3 separate regions of the Mus musculus genome follow, and all the other regions are linked to region 2. The links are chromatin contacts, called in public targeted proximity ligation maps. All regions are on one chromosome and are shown on one strand. The core of a region is the stretch at or near the end of the contact, and the rest is flanking DNA. Distances in the headings are between cores, read along the strand shown. Region 1 overlaps 9930021J03Rik (RIKEN cDNA 9930021J03 gene). Region 2 holds the start of Uhrf2 (ubiquitin-like, containing PHD and RING finger domains 2). Region 3 holds the start of Ric1 (RAB6A GEF complex partner 1).

Region 1 (4,456 bases), core at 1,914-4,413, 290 kb after region 2:
TATGAGTTTTAAGTTGTTCTGAACCTGGTGTTTTAGAAAGCTTCATTAGGAATACTCTTGTAGCATTAGTTACAAATTGTTTTTTTGTTAGGATTGCTAAGATATTCTTTTTTTTAAGATTTATTTATTATTATATCTAAGTACACTGTAGCTGTCTTCAGAAGAGGGCATCAGATCACATTACAGATGGTTGTGAGCCACCATATGGTTGCTGGGATTTGAACTCAGGACCTTTGGAAGAGCAGTCAGTGCTCTTAACCGCTGAGCCATCTCTCCAGCCCCACTAAGATATTCTTATATGTTTTTCAACTACAAAATAACTTCGCACATCTAAGCATCAATTTTTTTTAATTCTGCTTATCTTTTAAACTGATTTCTGATTCACACACAAGTTTAGGTGTAGATTACATTTGGGTTTTTTGGGCCCGGGTGATGTGAGGCTTTGAGAGGAAAAGCATGGAGTGTGTGAAATAGAATTACATAGTGTAAGGAACTTGGACTTTGGAGTTAGAATCCCTGGGTGTGGTCCTTACTTACTGGAACTTGAGTAAGTTAACTAGTCCTTTTGATCTTTAGTTATCTCTAGTAACATTTTGGTTATTTCCTACTTCAACCTTTGTTTTGAGAAATCATTTATATAAAATCATTTTTAGTAAATATGTCCTATAGTAGGTTCCAGATAAACCAGATAAATTAGTCCTCTTATAATCACTATAAATGTTAGTCCCCCTGTGTCCACTGTTAAGTAAGTTTTACTTGCAGGTGCTACAGAGGATGGGGCCGTAGGATCTCATGTTCAAGAGCAGCCTGTGCAGTTTACCAAGACCGCTCTAAATAAAGAAGGACTAGGGGTAGAACTCAGTGGAAAGTGTTCAGAAGAAGCATTGTGCCCTTGGGTTCAATTACCCAGTGCTGAAAAAAAGTATTCATTACTCATTGTAATTTCAGGGTGGTCTTTAATGCAGGATGGACACAAGTTGATGAACAAGACCACTAAGAAATACCTTGCCTCTGTTGTTCCCTACCACTGTACTGTCAAAAGTTCTGATGAAAAATTGGGTCTAGTATTTAAGGATAATTTATTGGAAGCTATGCATTGTATGATCGATAGTATGTAATTTCTATCATCAGAAATTTAGCACCATGATAGACTTAATGTAAAAAAAAATAATGATAATAGCAGGGAACCTAGGAAATAACAAAAGCTATGAAGAAGCAAGGAAAAAAGATTAAAAAGTAAGATTTGCAGGGCTTGGTGAGATGGGTCATCATATCAGTTAAAGATACTTGCTACCAAGTCTGATCATTGAGTTCAATATCCAGAATCTCCATTGTGGAGGAAAGAATCAGAGAGGTGCTAGAACCTACATGCTGGTTGTTCTCTGACCCCCATAAGGCTGCTGTGGCACATGACTACCCACATAGATGAACACATGTGCACACTATATAAATCACTTTTTAAAAATAATGGTATATGCTTATAATTCAGCAGTTGGAGGCAGGAGGATCAGAAACTCAAGGTCATCTTGGACTCAGATTTCAAGCTATTCTGGGCTACAAGAGACATTATCTAAACAAATAAGCAAGCCTGATAGAGCAGTAAAAGAAAGGATTGAGAGAGCATTTCCTTTTGTTCAAATTGTGTTTTAAATGCCTTCCCATAAAATGTAAGGCAAATTTACTTTTACTTAGCAAATATTTTCCTATGAACCTTGTTAAGAGCACTGACTGCTCTTCTAGAGGTCCTGAGTTCAATTCCCAACGACCATATATAATGGTGGCTCACAACCACTGTAATGGGATCCATGTGTACTCATACATAAAATAAATTTAAGAAAAAAAGGAAAAAAGAAAGAGAGGCTGGGGAGATGGCTCAGCGGTTAAGAGCACTGACTGTACTTCTAGAGGTCCTGAGTTCAATTCCCAGCAACCACATGGTGGCTCACACCATCTGTAACGAAATCTGATGCCCTCTTCTGGAGTATCTGAGGACAGCTACAGTGTACTTACATATAATAAATAAATCTAAAAAAAAAGAAAATCTAAAACACTTTAAAATGATAAACAGAAAAGACATTTTCTTGACATTAAGAAAAGACATTAATAAAAGACATTAATCTTGGCATTAAGATTTCAAAAACTCCTTGAGTTAGCTCTGTTTTACAGACACTAAGAATTTAGTCTTTACGGTCCTCATAAACTAGTGTCATGTATATAGCATTTGTTGCACATTTAGTAAGTATTTATTTATTTTTATTATGTGTATGCATGTTTTACCTGCATGTATGTCTGTATACCATGTGTATGCAGTGTCTATGAAGGCCAGAAGACAATGATCTCATGGCAGTAGAGTTATAAGCCACTATATGGGATTTCTGGGAATAAACTCCAGGTCCTCTGGAAGAGTAGCCAGTGCTTTTAAAACCTCTGAGCCATTTCTCCAGCCCACCATTAAATAAATTTGTTATTTGATAATTACATACAAGGAGATGTGGTAGCTTGTATATTTGAGGCCAGCCTTGGTTACAGTGTGAGATCCTCAATATTAATATTAAAATAATATTAAAATTAGGAAAAATGCATTTTAGCATGTTCCTTGCCAAAACTGTGTGTATGTTTCATTTTGTGAAGTTAAATGCAAAGAAGTAGATAAATACTTGAGATGTATTCTAGAAATTGTATTCTTTAGGGATGAGGTATATTTTTCCTTATGATTTCTGAATGTACAAAGTACTAATTGCACATTAAAAGGATATGCTAACTATACTTTTTAAAGTTTGGTTATTAAATACAGCCAAGACCAGACCATTAGACAAGTGCAGGGTGGCATCCTAATGTCACTAAGGGGTTTCCACTTTTGGTTGAGCAGCCCATAATCTTTAGATAAAATGGTTCCCCAGGTTCCTAACTGCAGAAGTCACTGTTCAGGTAAGACTCTTTTTCTGTGTAGTCTTACATAAGCTGTGAATGTAGATTTTTAACTAAGCAGTAGTTTTGTGGCGTTTATGCCTATTCCTTTTAATAAACTCAACTGTTTATGCATCACCATGAGCACTACAATCATTTTGGTTCTTATATAAATAGGCAGCATTGTTACGTGTCTGTTACGGGCAGTTACAGTTTAACATTTGCTTTCACTGAGGCTTGTTTGATTCATGATTTTCATTTGGCTTCTAGCAACCATCTGTTAGTTAAAGTTTAACTTTCAAGGCTCTATGTAATTTGGTTTCTGTTAACAAGGTGCCGTAAACAGCATTATGAAGTTTTTCTCTTTTAATCTTGAAAGGAAAAAAATCCATATCTAAAAAAGCAATCACAAAGAAGAGGAAAACTGTCACAAAGTCACCTGCTGTGCCGGAATTTCAGGTAAATGTTTCAATATTGTCACCAAGTTTTTCCGTTTAATTTTTTGTTTTAGCTCCATTCCTTGTGAGAATGGCTGGATTTCAAGAAACTACAAGATGTATTTAATGACTTTTTCTAACAATGTGTTTTTCTTTAAAGTACAGATGTAGGCAAAATGTTATTTTTTTAAACCTCTTTATCTCTCATAAACCTTGGTATTTTTAGTTAAACCTATACTAACTTTTGTAGATAAAGTTTAATCAAGTATATATACATATATCTCTTTTCTTTATGTCCGTTTGCATGTATTCCTAAGTACACATAAACAAATTTCCTTTCTTCTAAAGGAAAAAAAATCATGTTTTGTACATAGTGATGCTACTCTGATAATTCATTCTTATGTAGTTTAACCAGTATAGAAATGGTGGACTAACTTGAAAGGTATTTTAACTTTTAACTATAAATAAACTATATTCAGTAAAGGCTAAATATAATAGTCTTTAAACATTTCTGCAAAAAAAGAATTTTTGCTGCCATATGTGAAGCACTAATGCTGAAAATAAGCAATCTCATCATAATTATGCTTTTATTTTTCTATTTATACAGTATTTTTTCAACAAATGATACTTGTTAAAAAAATTTTGTACTATTGTAACCAGGCCATTTCTAAAAGTTTTATAAGCTCATAAAATAAAAGTGATGTAATTGAATTTGTAGGTCTTAAGTAGTTATAAAATTATAGGAGGCAAGGAAATACTATATAGCAATATTATACTTCTATTTTCAGTAAAAATTATATTTAGGGGAAGTTGAAATTCATAAAAATTAGATATCCTTAAATAGTAAAAAGAAAATATATATTTTATAGTAGAATATTTTAATGACATTAGGATGACATACATCCTTTAGAAATTTTTACATAACCTTTATACAGGATATCCAGTAAAATACAGTTTACTGGATTATATATTAATTTGGCTGGAGGCCATCCTGCCATTCATTTCTTGTAACATGTTAATGGTATTCTATTATATCTTTATGCTTCCACTGGTCAGCCTGCTAGCCTTTGTTATTTCTCCCACTCTTTTTCTTCTGTTTTTTAATATAGAAC
Region 2 (4,431 bases), core at 1,001-3,500:
TCCTTGCACTGCTTTTCAAACCTCACCCTGTTTTATAACATTATGACAATAAAGCATATGAAAAAGAACACCTCTTTTCTATTAAACATAAACTCACTTTACAGGAAACGGCTAGCCCTCTCTCTGGTACCAACTTAACTATCTGCCTGCTAAAGACTTGCTTTGCTATCTCCATCATCTGGAGAACATCAAGACAAAAGGAGATAGGAACTACGCCCTGGCTAGTTATCATTCACAAGAAAGTCAACGGTTTTCCTTTTCTGGTGTTCAAGTCAAAGGCTGGCACTGGAATTCTCTTTTTTATCCTTAATGGTTATTGGGCTGTGGAGAGAGAAGTAGTGAATCACTAACAATGGGGGGAGGGGTTGGCCACTAGGGTTTCTCTACCCCCAACCAGGAACCATTTTCTGATTATTAGTGTAAGTCTATTTCATAAGTCATCTTTCATTTCTATTTCTTGTATTGGAGTCGCCCAACTATTCTAGGAGTCAATGTACAATATTATTACTATTTGTATAGCTTTCACTGATAGCCAAAAGGAAAAGATAATAGCCACTTGAGGCACAGCAATACAATGCTACAAAGTATTTAATAGGTATGACTGTTTAAAAACCAACTTTCCAGACAAGTAAACTCTTTACTGGTCAAACACTCAAGAAACAATATAGTGGATACAACAAGAGCAGAAAGTGCTACAGGTTTTCTGTCAGAGGCCTTCCAAACACTTTACCAAAACCCTGGCTTTTTCTTGCCGGTTGTATAATCTGTTACTTAGAAAATTTTGACCAGTCTGAGAAGTTGTAAATCTGTAAAGGGAACAAAAATATTCCTTCTAAACCCTTTGTGGCTTATAGGCTACTTCCATCGAATCAGAGAGAACTGCACTTAATTCAAAACTCAGGACTGGAGCCAAACTGTGGTCAACTGACTGCAGGATGCCAACTTTTTTAGTGGACTAAAGACAAAGGCAAGAAAAACAATGTGGGTCTGGGTGTCTAATCATAAGACTCTGAGACTTACTGGATAGGAAACGTCTTAGCCTCATCAGGCAGAGCCTTACTTAAAATTAACGGAGATGCCCACAAGCACCCTTGTGGCCCAACACAACTTTCTGGCTTTTTTTGAATTACTGCTGATTATGCTGAAAGGTTTGAGTTGAAAGCCCGAACTTAGGGGACACACAAAGATGAGAGGTAAAGTTTATGGGGAAATAATCTGTCCGTATATTCAACAGACTTAAACCCGACTTCAGGTTACAAACATCGTTCCTTAAATTAGAGGTCTCTGATCTTTTACAGAACAAATCCCCAGTCTGAGACTGACGACAAGGAAGGAGGGGCACGCATTCTACCACCGTTCCGATGTTCAGTGTTCAAATCCTTCTAGTGAGGAAACAGGGATAAGGTGCTTCCCTTTCCACGTCGCATCTAGGAGCCGGGGGCACGGAAAAGAAGCAAGTCCTTAGAGGAGTCGGAGACGGCGCTGCGAATAAAGCCAGCTCGTCCCTCCCGCGCCCCGGCATGGCTGCCGGAGCCTGTTGCCTTTCCAGGCTCCGATCCCCCCCCCCCCCAAAGGCGGGAAGAGGATCCCCCAGGACCCTCGGAGGCTATGTCCGTGGCCGCTGCCAGCGACAACACCGCGTCCCGCACCTTCCGACCCGCTAGGCGCGCTTGGGGGGAGGGGGGGGGCAGCCGCAGGCCCGAGCTCCAGGCCCCGCATCCCGCGCCCCGCCAGCGGCCCATCCCGAGCACAGCGGGGCGCAGCCCTGGACACCCAGCCTCGTCCCGGGGCGCCGGCTGCTCGCGCCCGGGCTCCCCGCGGGGCGCCTCACCTGCTTGCCCCGGTAGAACAGGCGCTGGCACTCGGGCCTTACATCGAAGAGCGCCCAGACCCGCTCGCGCAGCTCCTCGATGGTGGCTTTGCGAGAAACGTCCTCGATGGTGCGCGTCTGGGAGCCGTCGATGGTGCGGACCTGGATCCACATCGCGGCGGCACGGGGACAGGGGACCAAGCCCCTTTGTCTGGCCCTGCGCTCGGGCCGCCGCGCCGCGCCCCGCCCGGTCCCCGCCGCCTCCCCGGGAGGATCCGGTTCTCTGCGGCGGCGACTCGGCGAACGCGGGTGCGGGCGAGGACTGACGCTCTTAGACCGCGCGACCGCCCGCCCGCCCCTCCTCGGTGGAAGGAAACCGGAACCCGCCCGAGGTGCGAGCGCAGCCCGCGCCTCACAAATAGGAAGGAGCCATGGCTCGGCGGCGCGCACTGTTTACTTATAGAGATGCAGCTCCCACATGGAGGTCACGGCGCCAACCCGGATCTCGCGAGATCCACGCGGGGCTCCGCCCCACGCACAGCCTGGGGGGCGCTAATATGGGAGGGGGCGGGGCCTCCAGAGCCGTTACTCGGAGGAGGGCGGGGTTGGGCAGGCTCGCCGAGGCCAGCTCGCCCTGTGCCCTCGTTGTCGTTGGTCACCTCGCAGTCTCCTGAGGCCTAGACTCCATGGTCTCAAAAACGCACGAACAATAGCTAGCCGTGCTGCGCGCTGGCGTGAGCAAGAAATGGGGATGCAGCCTACGTTCCCGAGACTTCACACCAGGGTGTGCGCCCGCCACGCGGCCTCTCCCGGGGCGCGTCGGCTTGATGGACGTGCTTCCCGCCGAGGAAACCCGCTTCCGGGAGGCCCCAGGGCAGAGGCCTCGCACCCACGTTTCCCGACCGGAGAGCCGGAGCGGGAGCTGGACCTGACCGAGTGGGCCTTCTGCGCTAAGGGCGCCTTTAGCCGCAGGGATCCTGGCTTTGCAGGACTGTACACCTCCGATCCAAAAATCCGGAGATCCCAGGGCGGGATACGGCCCCCACACTCAGGGGACCCATCCAAAAATGGAAGACTTAAGAGAGAAAGCAAAGCAAACGCATTATCTTACATTCACCGGTATCCGTAATGTCAGTACTAATCATTCCCATGAGGATAAGAGGCACAACTTTGTAACAACCAAATTGATTAGTCAAGATGGCCTAAATGGAAATACAGGAAGAGTGAAATGTGCGTCAGCTCGAGATATGAATATATATATATATACCTAGAGCCTCTAAGTTACCTCGACAGCTTCCTAGTTAACTAAAACATTTAGTTGATAAGGCAACAGATACATCTGAGAACATCTAATCTGACCCATGAAGGGATCAACTATTTGTTGTTACAAGGATATGCTAGGGTCTCGGGCTGTTATTCGTGGTGCACTGCCAACGGTGTGCTGCAGTCTGAAGCCTTGAGTCTTGGGCTCACGGGTTGGGACGCGCGAGAATTGCAGTCTTTCTGTTTAACTGTGATCTTGAACAAACTGCTTCAATTTCCTCCAGGTAAAATAGTGCTCATAAACACCGAGGGAATGTTAGCTTCCTTGCCACTCCCTTAGTAGCACACAAGAAGGTATTTTAGAGCTTTTGTTATTAAGAGAATTTAGATAAACTGGGAATATTCAAAGAAGATAGGGTGCTTAAGCAAAGACTGGGAGTGCATTTTCACACATCAGAAGACACTACACTTCTGAGAGAGGTTGACTAAATAATGAAGGGCAAGTGTGAACATTAGCATTCAAAGACTTTTGTAGGCCTCCCGGGGAAACCTGGGCTTTTTGAAATGTGCATTGATGTGTTTAAGTATTTAGAATGACAATAGAACAGAGTGCGGAAGGAGGCCTTAGGGAAAAAAGCAAGCTGTGGGAAGGTGAGAGAGGCTGAAATTTAGCCAAGAGCCAACTGTTGTCCATTTTGGAAAAATTAGAGATAGTGAGAAGAATAAATTGTTGAGTGTTCTAGGAAACCCAGCTCCTGAAAGTTGTAGAATTTGTGAATGTGAAAAGGGAAGAAAATGGAATGAGTTCCATTTGAGTTGTGTGGCATTTGAAATATATCTCAAATGTGCCTACAGTGGAGATGCCTGGTAGTTGAAAAGAACTGTCTAAGAGAGTGAAGGGAAGAAGGAGTTTCTGAGAGGAGGAAAGTCTTTTGGCTTGATAGAGATGCCTACATTTTGGCGAATAGAGAAATAGGTGGGGGGGGCTGGTGAGATGGCTCAGTGGATAAGAGCACCCGACTGCTCTTCCGAAGGTCCGAAGTTCAAATCCCAGCAACCACATGGTGGCTCACAACCACCCGTAATGAGATCTGATGCCCTCTTCTGGTGTGTCTGAAGACAGCTACAATGTACTTACATATAATAAATAAATAAATCTTAAAAAAAAAAGAGAGAGAGAGAAATAGGTGGTACGGATAGGGAAGAGAATAAGGGGATATTGGGTGGGAAGTTATAACCTGAAGAGTTGACCATGTCAGCTGGGGGGGGGGGGGCGGGCGGGGTTTGAACATTTACCGTTTGCTCATATGTTACATTTTTATATGCTTACAATTCCACAGTTAGAGATCCTCTTAAGA
Region 3 (4,255 bases), core at 1,508-4,007, 510 kb after region 2:
AATGAAGGTATTTTAAACCAATTCATTCCAAATTATGGGTATAAGTGATAGCCTCTTTGATTTACCTAGAGGTAGTTTTGCTTTTAATATTTTGAACCTAAACACTGTGTTGTAAAGTTTGGAAATAAGAAAGTTAAAATGAACGTTCTCACAGGATAAGAAAAGCTACAAGCATATATCCCAAGAGAAGGAGACTTGGCAGGTGGAGCCTGGCACCGTTCCCACTCCTCAGCCACATAATCAGACTTTGAATCATCTCATTTAAGCATGATTTTCTAAATCACAAAGCTTGTGCACAGAGTTTCAGGTTAACTCTAAACCTAGAGTGCCCTGTAGGCTCCCTACCATAGTCCAGAAATTGATTTCACTTTATGCCTCTGAACCCATATATTTCCCCGAAATCTACCCTCTGAAAACGTTTTCTTTCCCTGTGTGTGATTGTTTTGTATGTGTGTGAAATTCTAAGTTTCACACACTAGAGATCAGTAGTAACCAAGGTACTTTTGTGAGACTCAGGTGTGTAGAGTGGGAGTTTGAAGGGAATGAACAGAGGATGCATAAGTTCCATAACACTACATCTAACTCCCAAGCCAAACAGATTTTATCCATGTCACAATGTCCACAAGACAACTGAGACTCATTTTAATGTGGGGGTGGGGGTGGGGTGTGTGTGGAGAAGGTAGCCTACAAGCTTCTGGCCTACCATGCTAAACTTACATAAATCAGATTTGTATCCTTAGGGGTTAAAATGATTAAAACGTTAGATTTTAAAAGTGTTACATTCGAACAAAACTACTAAATTTAGGAAACAATGTAAAATTCAACTTCTAATTATGCTCTTCCAAACAACTATTGACTTTAAATAGTTGCACTACATAAAAGTTGTTCAACTGCTCATAAATTGAAAACGGATCTCACTTAGGTACCAACTTACATTTACAACGCACATATTTAAAAATTCAATTCAGCACGGATCTGAGTATCACATTGCTGATGCTGTAATTGTTTAGTAACCTGCGGTTTTCATACCTTTCTGAAAATTAGGTCAGCCAAAACTTAGTGACAAATAGCCTAACTATGTAATAGTAAAAGAGAAACCAATTAAATTGCTTAAATTCTAGCATCGGTTTTACCACAGCTGTGTGTGCGGACAATCAAGGGCATTATCAGCACACCATGGTAATAAGCAGAGATCTAAAGGGTTTAACCAAACCAAAACCAGTGTTTCACATATCTAGCAAGGGCAAGGTCAACCAACCTCTAGTCTCTTTTCAAGACCACCACCACTCTGACATCAATTAGTACTGTCTCTCTGAATGCAGTGTGTGGGGGGGGATCTTAAAACTCAGAATTCTGTAATTTTTACAGATGTCCAGGAGCAACAAAAACCGGACGGGGGCTAGCCCATTCACCCCTTACTTTTTCAAGTTAATTCTCTTATCTACTCGGAACTCAAGGCACGGGAGGAAAAAAAAAAAAAAGCCAGGCTGAAAGCAAAGAATTCTGACCCCATGCTCTTTCTAAGCCTGGAAATAATAATTTCCAGGTGCGGCGCGGACAGACGTGAGCTCCCCGACTCTCCAACCATCCCAGCAGAGCTCTCCAGAGTCCAAGAGCAGCCAAGAAAAGGACTGGAGTCCGTGATGTGTGGGGGAGACCCGGAGCTAAAGTTACCAGATATCTACACTCAAACCCAACAAGTCTTTAAGTTTTCAGAAATCAATTACCACAGGACTGTAAATTCTGACACTTGGTAAAGACCAACAGGCTTTCCGGAACTCCACTAAACAACAACCTTTAAAGCAGGGGTGGGGGGTGGGGGAGCGGGGACGCCACAGCTGCCGGAGTGCTGGGGGACGCTCCAACAGATTGGCTCGGCGGCAATGGGGGCAGAGAGGCAGGCAAGTCTGGGCTCCGCCAGGGAGCTCCAGGCCTGGCGCGCGGCTGTGGGTGCCACGCGGGGACTGGGGTGCAGTGGAGACTGTCCGCGCGCGGCTCCAACTCGAGAGCGAGGGTCGCTCGGGGTAAGTCGGGACCGGCTGGGGTCGCTCGGGGGTAGTTAGTTGGGACGGGACCGCCGTCGCTCCCTCGGAGGGAGTCGGGACTGGCCGGGGTCGCTCGGGGGAAGTCGGGACCGGTCCGGGGTCGCTCGGCGGCAGTCGCGCCAGTTCCAGGGTCACTATAGGGAGGGTGATCAGGATGGTTCTGGGTTCGCCCGGGGTTAGTTGGGACCGGACGGTGGTCGTTCGGAGGGAGTCGGGACGGGGCCAGGGTCGCTCGGGGAGAATCGGGACTAGATCCGGGCCTCTCTGGGGAAGTCGGGACCGGACAGGGGCCGCTCGGGGGAAGTCGGGACGCCGGCGCCTACTTACTCGGCTGTACCAGATGCTGAGGCGGGCCGGGGCCAGCACGGCGAAGAACGCTCTCCGAGGGTCAGACTGGACGTGGAGCGGCGCCTCGGCCGGGCTCCGCGGCGCGCAGAGCAGCCTCTTGGGCCAGCCGCTCAGGAAATACATGGTCCGCGCGCGGCCCCGACAGCCCCCCGGCGGCCCCGGCCGTGTCTGTCACGCTCGGCGGCCCCGGGCCAGGCGCCCACCTCCCACACCGCCACCGGCCGAGTCGGCGGCGGCGACAGCGGCAACTCGGGGCATCTGCCCGGGGGCCGGGCCGGGCCGGGCCGACGCGATGCTGCGCGACGCAGTCTGGGACGCTGACCGGCCGAGGGTGGGGGAGGCGGGCGGCCAGTGGGCCCGCGGCGGGAGGAGCCGAGGCCGGCCCGCCCCGCTCGCCGCTCGCGTCAGCACGCCGCACGGCGCGGGGAGGCTCCGCCCGGCTCCCTCGGACCGCCCCGCGTCAGAACGCAGGCCGCGGGGCAGGACGTCGAGGGCTCGGGACGCCTTGCTGGCTGGCGACCTGGCGCGTGGAGCTGGGGACCGGGATGAGGCGACAGGCTCAGTCAGTGACAATCGGAGCGGCCGGGCCCACTTGCACGATCCCTGGATTGGCGCGACCTCCGGGGTTGAAGGGGGCGGGGCGAGCGGAGCGCGCGTCACGTGACTCCCGGGCTGCGCTTGGAGCTGGGTCTCTGCGACTCCAAGGCTTGGGGTTCGAGTCTGTACCCACAAATCCTTTGTGTGCTGCGGTTTAAAGTGAGAGCTGGTGATGTCCCTGGCCGTACAGAGCTTACATTCTAGGCAGGCTCTTTATTCAGTCACTAAAGTGCTTCAGTCTTGTCTGCCTGTTTAGTTATTAATGCTAGGCGAAGCCAGATGGGGTCTTTTGCAGCCCCAGTAAACTGTTCAGGAAAAGAAATGGACTTAGGTTTTGTGTTGATCCAGACTGGAGATACCGTATTGATGTTTTTAATTTGGGGGTTGGGAGGAATGAAGGGGTGCTCAACTTTTGGACCTGGAACCTTAAAAATAGCTGCAGCTTTTTGTAACTCTTTCAAAGTTTAAAAGTAACAACAAAGTAACAATCCGGATTTTAATAACAATGTAACTTTCCGTAATTGTTCTAACGCTTGCTTTTCGAAGACGTTGACTAAAGTCCCAGCTCACTAGCCTTTTGTTTCCAGAGGATCTCCTAGAATCTCTGTCCTGGTGTGTCCCACAGGCCAACACAGCATTCCTGGGATATTTTAAGCAGAGCAGACCTGAAAACTATTTTTCAGATTTTCATCTGTGTGGACGGAATCTTGATGATCCGAGTTACACCCGCTGGATAAATCAAGAGGTCCAGAGAGGTCTCTGCCTTGCCAATATAAAATCATAGAAGAACTTCGTTGTCTAGTACTTTTCAGACAGAGTTGTACACGTGGCAGAGGAAGTGAAAATGTGCTGCAATTCCATTGAGAATGTTTGCTCTACCTCTACTTCAGTGTGTTCATGTGCCTCACCAGTGTGTCTGCAATCATGGGCAGTGTAGATGTTTCTAAGTAATTTTTAATTGTTTTTTTTTTTGACCTCACTTACTGGTGAGCTTCTGGGTGGGATTCTCCTCCTGTGATCTTTTGTAGCAGCTAAGGTCTACAAAAAAATTAAGAGGATGCTTTGATTTAATTCCACAGAAAACCACAGATGATGGTGCTGGATCATCGCTAGTTAAAGTGCTGGATATGCCCAAGGTCACATGGCCTAAGAAAAACTGCTCTCCCTTCCAAGGACCCAGCAGTCTTTAGACCAGCTCAAGGTGAAGTGTGAGAGTGGCCTGAACATGGACAGGAGGAGGAGACCCTCTGGTCCTTTCTCACTTG

What was found.
Region 1: a targeted proximity ligation map of intestinal villus epithelium shows a contact between it and region 2, with 6 read pairs. A contact is called at or near these places in 1 of 39 promoter capture datasets (cranial neural crest), 6 of 130 datasets of targeted methods (the 230-238 cell line, bone marrow-derived macrophages, embryonic hindbrain and 3 more) and 1 of 9 other capture datasets (liver).
Region 3: a targeted proximity ligation map of pancreatic cancer cells shows a contact between it and region 2. A contact is called at or near these places in 2 of 39 promoter capture datasets (cranial neural crest and liver), 6 of 484 Hi-C or Micro-C datasets (CD4 T cells, CD8 T cells, Sertoli cells and 1 more), 11 of 130 datasets of targeted methods (the NIH/3T3 cell line, astrocytes, bone marrow-derived macrophages and 7 more) and 2 of 9 other capture datasets (adipose tissue and liver).

The regions. Positions count from the first base shown.
Region 1 is chr19:29,742,443-29,746,898 of GRCm38.p6, reverse strand. 9930021J03Rik (RIKEN cDNA 9930021J03 gene) reads left to right here. Exons shown (of 8, transcript NM_172836.3): 4 at 3,287-3,366. Among named protein-coding and RNA genes, the nearest start is that of Mlana, 47 kb to the right of the region's middle.
Region 2 is chr19:30,028,332-30,032,762 of GRCm38.p6, reverse strand. Uhrf2 (ubiquitin-like, containing PHD and RING finger domains 2) reads right to left here and starts at 2,250. Exons shown (of 16, transcript NM_144873.2): 1 at 1,832-2,250. The coding sequence starts at 1,984.
Region 3 is chr19:29,520,784-29,525,038 of GRCm38.p6, reverse strand. Ric1 (RAB6A GEF complex partner 1) reads right to left here and starts at 2,757. Exons shown (of 26, transcript NM_001081319.1): 1 at 2,373-2,757. The coding sequence starts at 2,516. It overlaps A930007I19Rik (RIKEN cDNA A930007I19 gene), which reads left to right and starts at 3,052. Exons shown (of 4, transcript NR_015567.3): 1 at 3,052-3,149; 2 at 4,070-4,191.